2 separate regions of the Macaca mulatta genome follow, and region 1 is linked to region 2. The links are chromatin contacts, called in public Hi-C maps. All regions are on one chromosome and are shown on one strand. The core of a region is the stretch at or near the end of the contact, and the rest is flanking DNA. Distances in the headings are between cores, read along the strand shown. Region 1 holds the start of SLC35F5 (solute carrier family 35 member F5). Region 2 holds the start of ACTR3 (actin related protein 3).

Region 1 (4,324 bases), core at 186-2,685, 150 kb after region 2:
TAAAGAATGCTAACGAAATAAAAAAAGAGACTGGTGCTGGAATAATATGATTAATGTCTGCAACGAAATTTCCCCTAAGTAGTCATACCAAGTAGTTGGTTAAGGTTTTTTTTTTTTTTTTTTTTTTTTTTTTTCTTGCACAATACGTTTCTGAATGATTTATTAGAGGTGTTTGATGCTTATAGTTTATTTGAAATTGATTCGATCAATTAAAATGCTCATTGGCATTGTTTTATTAGTCGCTAGAATATGCATTCAACTTCACTGAAACAAGACTTAAAAGGTAAGAGGTACACTAAATCGTGACTACAAGAGTAAGAGAACTTAATTTCTTCACACCATCTGGACAAGATGTTAAATTACAGAACCCTTTAGTCTTGTTTTTGTCTTCTAGATAGAAATCAGGATGCTGAACAAACCTTTCCCATGGAATAGTCAAAATATTTAAGGAACAATCTATATACAGTTTAATAATCGCCAACATTTGGCAGGGCGTGGTGGCTCGCGCCTATAATCCCAGCACTTCGGCAGCTCGAGGCGGGCGGATCACTTAAAACCAGGAGTAGGAGACCAGCTTGGCCAACATGGCGAAACCCCGTCTCTACTGAAAAATATAAAAATTAGCCTGGCATTGGTGGCTTGCGCCTCTAGTCCCGGATACATTGGAAGCTGAGGCTGGAGAATCGCTTGACCCCGGGAAGCAGAGGTTGCAGTGAGCTGTGATTGTGCCACTGCACTCCAGCCTGGGTGGCAGAGTGAGACACTGTCTCAAAACAAACAAACAAAAAATTGCTAACATTTGTGAGGTTCTTATTATGTGCCACGAATGGATCTAAGCCCTTCACATTTGTAAACTCATGCAATCCTGGCATATACACAAAAAACGAATGTGGCTGGTACTATCATCATGTCCATTTTGTAGATAAAGAAACCGAGGGCCAGAGAAGTTGAAGTAGCTTGCCCTAGGATGTAGTTTGTAACTCCTAGAGCTGAGATCTTGTTTATATACAAAAGGTTTCAAGAATCAAAAGCACTCTAAGCCACTTTGCGTTTCGGCTGTCGAGAAAGGGATATCCAAAGTTTCAGGTTCGCAGTTTGTGAAACGGAGCTGCCAGCTTTCGTTCTAAGGCGGGCTTAGGTTTGGCACTCCCTCGTCCAACGCTCTGCCCCAGACACCCACGCTCGCTTTCCTCTTCTTCCTCCACCTCGCCCTACTTCCCTTCTTCCTATCTTCGCTCTTTTTTCGCCTCGCCGCCGTGTATCCTCGTTCGCTGCAGAGCGCCTCGCATTACTTCCCTAGCCTCTGCCACGCCACGCTGGATACGCGCCCACGCGCAGTCCGCCGTCGCGCCTCTATGACGTGTCGCCGCTTTCGGGCGGGGGGGGGGGCGAGGCTGCGCGGAGGGCAAGCCGGGGGCGGGGCCGGGGCCAGAGCAGAACCCCGGGTCTCCGCGGCCATCGCTGACTGAGCTGTCCCTTCCCCTCACCCGCTCCACGCCCTCCTGGGCCGAGTGGAGTTGGGTGGTGTCAGCAGCCTCTCCCTGAGGGGCACCGCGGCTTCAGGAGCTGGGCCTCAAGTGCGGCGCGATGTCAGGCGCCGTGACAGCTCTGTGAGTCCGAGGCCGCGGCCGTGGCGCTGGGCGGCTGCGGGGCCTGGCCGGTCCGCTCATGGTGCCGCCACGACGCCATCGCGGGGCAGGAAGGCCAGGTAGGCAGGCAGGGAAGGGCCCCGACATCACCGGAGCCCAAACCGGGACGGAGTGCCCACCAACAGCACCACCTCCTGCCCTTGGTGGCAGCCGGAGCGCCTTGACCGAAACCGTGACGGTCTCCAGGGGCGGAGGGACGGGAGCTGACAGGGGCGCCCGAGCCCTGCGCCCACCCCTGGCAATTGAGGAAGCCGTGCGTGCGCCCTCGCCTCGGCTCGCCGGGGAGGCGTCACTGCCTTAACTGTCTTCCCCGCTCCAAAACAGGAGGAGGATTCCTTTTCCCAGCTGTTTCTTTTGAAATGACTGGATGTTTTGACAGAGGTGGGTGGAGGAGCGTGGAGAATCCTTTTCTTTTACCACTTGAGGATATTGGAGAGGTGCCTTCAAGATCCACAACAAATCACTTACTCTCGGATAACCAAATTCCACTCCAGGAGATCGGGGACAGAAAAGACACTTTTAGAAACAGTGTCTAGACGCTGTCCCCGGGGATGGATTCCTCTGGGTGGAGAGGTGAATGGAGTTCTGTGTTTGTGAAATTCAGAGAAGCTATTTTCTAGTAGTTAACTATTCTTAAATGTGCCGTCTGTTGTATATTACTCCCCCTCGCTGCCCGCCCGGTATCGCGTATCTCTCTAAGGATAATCTGAAGCGTACAGTGGATACCATGAAAGTACTGAGAAAGGTGGCAAGTATGTTTAACACCTTTTGGTCCTTTTCTTTGATTTGCTTTCAGTTTGAAGGCGAAGAGTAAAAAACGATGTGATGAATCTTACCTTGAGTTACTGACGTTTTCATAGCATAATTTCATGGTTGTTTTTAGGGGTGCTGAGTTCTTCACCTTTCAGACTGAGATCTGCCAAGTTTTCCGGCATTGCTCTTGAGGATCTCAGAGAGGCTCTTAAGACCAGGTAGGTTCCACATGCTTATCCACTATGTAACTTTCACACTGAACATTAGCTAACACATGTCAGATGTTTCTGTTATACTAATTTTCTGATTTTTAATGGTTATTTTTCTAAAATCATCTCTAATGTGATCTGTATTTTCTAAAAAAAACAGACTGCAAATGGTGTGTGTGTTTATCATGAACCGAATGAATTCCCAGAACAGTGGTTTCACTCAGCGCAGGCGAATGGCTCTTGGGATTGTTATTCTGCTGCTTGTTGATGTGATATGGGTTGCTTCCTCCGAACTTACTTCGGTACGTACCTGCGGTCCAGGAATGATGTTACATTACAGCCACGATGTTACTGTTAACCTGTAGTAACTCTAGCCATTACAATCTCCTGCTTTCTCAAAGCAGTATCTTAAATGCTATCGAATTTTTAAAAAATATCGAATGATTGCCACTTGAAGTTAAAACTGAAAGGATGATCTTTTTTATTGTTTCATACAGTTTTCTTGCATCTTTTAGGGAGGGTTACTTAGAGAGACTATGCATATTTTCTTATATTTGAAAGTGTTACTTTTGGCTTTTTTTCTAAATTCAAATTCTTTCTGTGAATATTATTTTCTAGTGAAATAACTATCAGGATGCAAAACAATGTCACCATTTACTAGAAAGTTCAGCGTGCTTTTGGACAAATGAGTAAAAATAATGAGTTTTCATGTGTAGGTCACTGTTATGCCCATGAGTGGTTGCATCCACATTTATGCTTGCTGACTCAAACCTTATTATGAGGTGCTTGGTATACCTCATAATTTTCCTTCAGTTAAGTTGTATCTTTACAATTTCCTTCAGTTAAATTGTATCTTTATTGATGACCTATTGGTAGTAATGTGGCATTTTGAATTTGCAAGCTAGTTTTTCTTTCTACTTGTATACTTTATTCTGCTTGGTTAATGATCCCTATAAAAAGCAACTTTTATTTTCAGAAGTCTGCATTTCAACTTCTATGTTGCAATTTTAAGGCGAATATACAGCAGGAAACTGGCATTTATAAAATGAATTTAACTTTCAAAAGCAGTTTAATACTCAGGTCTTCTCATATTGTAGCTAAGTAAATATTGACATTGGCATTGTATTCTATGAGTATATAAGTTTTTTTTTTTGAGATGGAATCTTGCTCTGTTGCCCAGGCTGGAGTGCAATGGCGCGATCTCGGCTCACTGCAACCTCCGCCTCCTGGGTTCAAGCGATTCTCCTGCCCCAACCCCCTGAATAGCTGGGATTACAGGCGTGCCCCACCATGCCAGGCTAATTTTTGTATTTTTAGTAGAGACGGGGTTTCACCATGTTGGTCAGTCTGGTCTCGAACTCCTGACCTCGTGATCCGCCCGCCTTGGCCTCCCAAAGTGCTGGGATTACAGGTGTGAGCCACCGCACCCGGCCAAGTATATAAGTTTTTATACTTTTCGGAGTTAGTCTCTGGAATCTAATAGGCCATATATTTTTCGTTTTAGAACTCTTCTATAACTTTCTTTTAGATGAACATTTTGTACTTTTACCTCAAAGAAATGTCTTTGATATTGACAGGGAACTAAATCTATCTTTTAAATTTTATTTTCATTTAAAATAAATAGTTTGCTTTTATTTATCAGTTAATACAATTTAGGACCAAATAGCACCTGGTTAAGTTATAATTTAACCATATCTAAGCAAAGTAGAAAAG
Region 2 (4,762 bases), core at 1,815-4,314:
CCATCAATGGGAATCTATGTGCCCAAATTGTATTTTACAATACTTTCCAATACAAACCAAAAAAGTGTGTAGATAAGGGTATCAATGTGAATGAAGTATTTCTTTTCAAATTCTTTTCAAAATAAGCATTCTCTTTTATGACCTGAATCTAGGTGATTCATATGTTGAGTTCTGCTGGACGATCCCGACAAGTTTTGGGATTAAGTTTCAAGTTTCCTAACTCTTAAAAGCTTTCTTATCTAAGACGATCAAGTTTTACAGATGGCCACTTTTTTCCAGCCACCTTTTCCCTAATTTATATAACGAATGAAATGAGCAACCTGATTCAGGTTACAACTTTTTACTTAAGCTAAGTGGGTAATTGTAATTTAGAGACCTAAGAACTGAATGCATTCTCTAAAGCATAAAGAAATAGACAAATTATAGGTGCACAATTTGCATTCGGGGCCCACAGAATTTTGAAATGTAAAAGCTCCCTGTTAAGGCCATACTTAGAGATGCTTATCTCAGGGTCCTCGACCTCAAGGACTTATCCTCCATGTGCTAATAAAGCTGAAAGTGTAACTTCCCAGGAGGCACCACTGGCAACTTGCAAGACCAAAAAGCCTTTTGAGGACCAAAATAACTGAAACTCTAAAGGGGGAATTTCAGATTGTGACAAATGGTAAAGAGAGGGAGGTGGCAAGGGGACTCCTAATCAGTTCCATTCAAATCATCAAAGTGCAGTTAACAACCTCTCCTTATCAGAGAAACCAGTGTAATAACTTAAAAATATACTATTGTAATAATTGTAATTTTAAAACAGAAATACTCTAGGTTAAATTGAACCCCTCTCCCCGATCCTACTGGTCATTCAGCATGTTTTAAATTCAAGGTTGCCCTTTAGGAAAGGAGGTCACTTAAGGACAGATGACCTCAATGAGACATCCTGTATACTAATTCGAAACTATTTCAAAGAGGGAAAAATGGAGATTAGAAAAGTAACATACTACTTGAGATGTTACCATATTATTTCTTAGGGCCACAGTTATTTACACTATTTTTTTTGACAACTCAGTAATTTCTAAAGCATTAATTATGTAGCAATATTCGTCACTTTAACAAAACACATTTAAAAAGTTCTATCCTACTGACTCAGGCCAAATCTAATTTTAAAACTGAACTTAGACATAAAACTACTCATCAATTAGACTAAGAAGGGGGAAATAAAAAAAACTATTGGTTCCGAGAAATGAGAACCAATTAAGAAAAAACTTTATAATAAAGTGTTCATGAAAAACTTTATAATAAAGTGTTCATCAATAAAATACATGGAAGTTCCAAGGCTAATCTAGGCTAGTGCTTTCCTAGGGAGAATATTAAGAAGTTGGTTGTTTCTCTCTACCTAATTGGGATTTTAGAAACTGCCACACTAGCTAGTTATGAGAATGAAGATTAAAGAAATTTCACGTAAAGAGTGAAGGACACACAATCTTTTAAGTAACAATAATGAAATTAATAATTATAATTAATAAAAAAACAAGCCTCTCACTGCCTTCCCCCTCAAAAAAAAAAAAAAAAATTGGGAGTGTTTTGGGAATTGGAGAGATGTAATCAGAACAGAAAAAAAAAAAACCCTTCCTATAAGTCATCGTGAAGCAGTGATTCTACATTAAAATAAGAGTAGTCTATTCTCTATGTAGTTATGAGTGTGGTACAACTCTCTAAAATGTCTATTAATACAAAATGAAAGATCACTTTTAAGCCATTCTACATTTTAGCAAACTACCCTACAGATCTAGGAGTAACTACTTGCAACTTAAACACATTCCTATATACCTCTATACCTTTCTGCTTCCTTCAAGATACCTTTACAGAATGAACGAATACAACTTAAATTAGTTTATTTCCCAGGGTGCTTCCTTTCTCCCCTCTCCATGAAACATAAGCACATTTTTTAAGTCATATAAATGGATACCAAGCACCTGTAATTCAGTCTCTTTAAAATCTGCTTAATTTTAAAAGTTCTAATAAGATGTGTTCAGGTTGGAAACTAAAAACTACCTTATAAGGGTATAAAAGACTGAAAGCAGGAAGCGGCTTTGACAAAACTAAGGAAGTTACAGCGCGCTTGCTCACTGGGGGACTTTTTTGAGGCTACAGAAGTAACACATGACATCTTTCTCCCTCGAATTAAAATGTGACTCGGTTCACCGGTTGAAACGCAGAGGGAGATGGCAATGACCGGGAGTCGAAAGGAGAAGGTGGGTGGTCAAATGAAAACCCCACTGTAGGTTCCCATTTTCAGAGTCCGATTCTTCCCTTTCCCCACCCACACCCTGGGCAGAATGTTGTCACAGCGATCTTGCAAAACCTACCAGGAGCGCTTCTCTTTTCTAGCTCCTCTACCAGGCCAGTCCCCGAGCTCGGCCCCTGGGTCCCCACACCGACTGGCAAAAAGGGACACGGAGGGAAAGCAAAGCCGGATGGGTCGGGCCCGGGGACCACCCCTAAGACGACCGTCCCTAGCACTCTCTGGGCGGCACTGCCCACCGCCGTGGGGGAAGGGCCGGGAGGGGTCGCGCGGAGGAAGCTGCAGGGAGGGTTGGGGGTTGAATCTGGGGCCCGCGCCCCCGCCCCAGTCCTAGGAGGGAGAAACGAGGGGACCGGCGAGGCCCTGGCTCCGGGCCCCACCCCTCGCTGGCCGGCGAGTCTAGGACTGACAGCCGGCGGCAGCACCTCGCCGCACCATTCATTTCCCGGCCTCCTCCCTCCCCCGCCATTTTCCTTCCTCCGCCTCAGTTTCCCCACCCCCGCCCGTAAGCCCCCTTACCCCGTGCCACAGTCCACCACACAGGCCGGCAGCCGTCCCGCCATCTTCCTCCTCGCCTGCTGCTGCTGCTGCCGCCGTCTGCTCCGTGCTGCTAGGGGCCAGAGATTGGCGGCGGGAGACAGGCGCTATCTGACCATCCACAGCCGGGCCGCCTTCACCGTCCGGGGGGTAGCCGGGAAGCCGAAGCAGTAGCAAGAAAGCAGCAGGCTCGGTCAGCGGCTATCACTTCCGCAACCCAAGCAGGCAGGCAGTCCCCGCCCTGCCCCGCCGCGGCCTCCTCCCCCTCTCTCTTCCCTCCTCCCCACTCCTGCCCCCACCCTACAACTTCTTCCCCTCACGCCGCCTTTCCCCGGGAAGCCAAGATGGCCGCCGGTGCCGACGCCCCGGCCAGGCCAGGCCCAGGCCCCGAGCACTCCCCCTTCCGCTCCGAGCGGGAGGGGCTAGCGAGCATGCGCAATAAGGTGCGTTCGCCTGCCGGGGCTCCGATCCTGAAGTTAGTGAAATCCACAGCGGGTTTTCCAGGAGGGTAGAGACGGAGAAGTCTAGCCGAGCTTCTAGTTCTGCTTCTGAAGCTGGAAGGGGCTTTTCGGTGGTAGCCCTTGGGTTAGTTTCAGTTACTTCTCTGCTAGGTTGAGGAAAGAGTGGAAGCGCCTCCTGCAGCCACGAATATCCTCCAGTGCCTGGGAGAAAACGGCCTAATCGAAAACGTCCGCGGCATGCATCCATTCTTAAAACTTGAGTGGCTGCTTTTCTGGGTGGAAAAGAGCGATATCACACAGGGTGAGCAGTCGGGGAACGGATGAACAAAGGCTTGCACCGTGGCCCTGATGCCTTTGTTCCGAGTTTTATTCAGTTGTACTTGTGCGTTGTTACAGGACTTCAGAATGTAGCCCTGCCCTCCAACCCCCACCTCCCAAGGCCTGAGCTCCTGAGGAAGGCAAACCGCCCAGGAATATATTCTGCAAAACTACAAACAGCCTTTATTCAAGGCTTTTGGACTATGACAAAGATTACCCTCAGGAGTAGTAAGATTCTACTAGCGGGATAATAGAAGGGATTTAGCCCCCCCAAAAAAAATTTTTTTTAAGTTAAAGACGGAGGCGGGCCGCAGTGGGTCAGGCCTGTAATTTCAATGCTTTGGAAGGCCGAGGTGGGAGGAGAGGATAGCTTGAGGCTAGGAGTTCGAGATCAGTCTGGGCACATAGGGAGACCCCCCCACCACCACCACCATCCCTCCAAAAAAAGAAAAGAAAACTGGAAAGCCTTAAAGAAACCTTTCAAACTTTAGTGTGTGTCAGAATCACCCGAAAGGTTTGTTAAAACAGATTGCTGGGCCACACCCCCAGAATTCTCTGACTGGGCTGTCTGAAATAATGCCTGAAAATCTGCGTATCTAATCAGTTCCTAGTTCCACTTTAGGACCCTAGAAGGTTAATAGCTTTCCTCTCTACCAGGCTGATCTTAACAATAAACCATTCTGAGTTTGCTAATGTGAAGCTAAAATAAAAATATTCTTTAAAAGGAAGGATGTCTTATTCAGTCCGTGAGATCATCTAATGTGGTATTAAGCTGGCCTGGGGGATGGAATCGGGTGTTTCATTTATTCACTTGGCAGGTAAGTATTGCTTACCTACTCTGTTATGGCAGGGACTGTGCTGACTCTGAGTATTCGGTGGGACAAAATAGTTGAGGTCTCTTGTAGAGTTTGCAGATTAGCGGAAAACAGACAAATTGTGTTAAGAGCAGTAGAAAGGAGAGCTGAGGACTCTGAGAAATGAGGGCAAGGAGTGGGAGAATGGGAGGAAGGTGGAAGGCAGGGAAGGAGTCTGACCAGCTGGTATTTAAAAGCTGAGCTGGGAGGAAGAGCCTCCCAGGAGAGTGAACAGCAAGTATCAAGGACCTGAGGCAGGAGCAAGCTTGGCATCTTCTACAAGTTGAAAGAAGATCCAT

The links. A called contact is a pair of places that touch in the nucleus more often than the background predicts.
Region 1: a Hi-C map of fetal cortex germinal zone shows a contact between it and region 2, with 3 times the contacts expected there. The contact joins the promoter of SLC35F5 here to the promoter of ACTR3 in region 2. A contact is called at or near these places in 4 of 14 Hi-C or Micro-C datasets (CD4 T cells, cortical neurons, fetal cortex germinal zone and 1 more).

The regions. Positions count from the first base shown.
Region 1 is chr12:23,860,107-23,864,430 of T2T-MMU8v2.0, forward strand. SLC35F5 (solute carrier family 35 member F5) reads left to right here and starts at 1,436. Exons shown (of 18, transcript XR_013401972.1): 1 at 1,436-2,030; 2 at 2,533-2,620; 3 at 2,772-2,913.
Region 2 is chr12:23,707,929-23,712,690 of T2T-MMU8v2.0, forward strand. ACTR3 (actin related protein 3) reads right to left here and starts at 3,065. Exons shown (of 12, transcript XM_077956869.1): 1 at 2,813-3,065. LOC106992551 (a long non-coding RNA gene) reads left to right here and starts at 2,126. Exons shown (of 9, transcript XR_013401963.1): 1 at 2,126-2,243.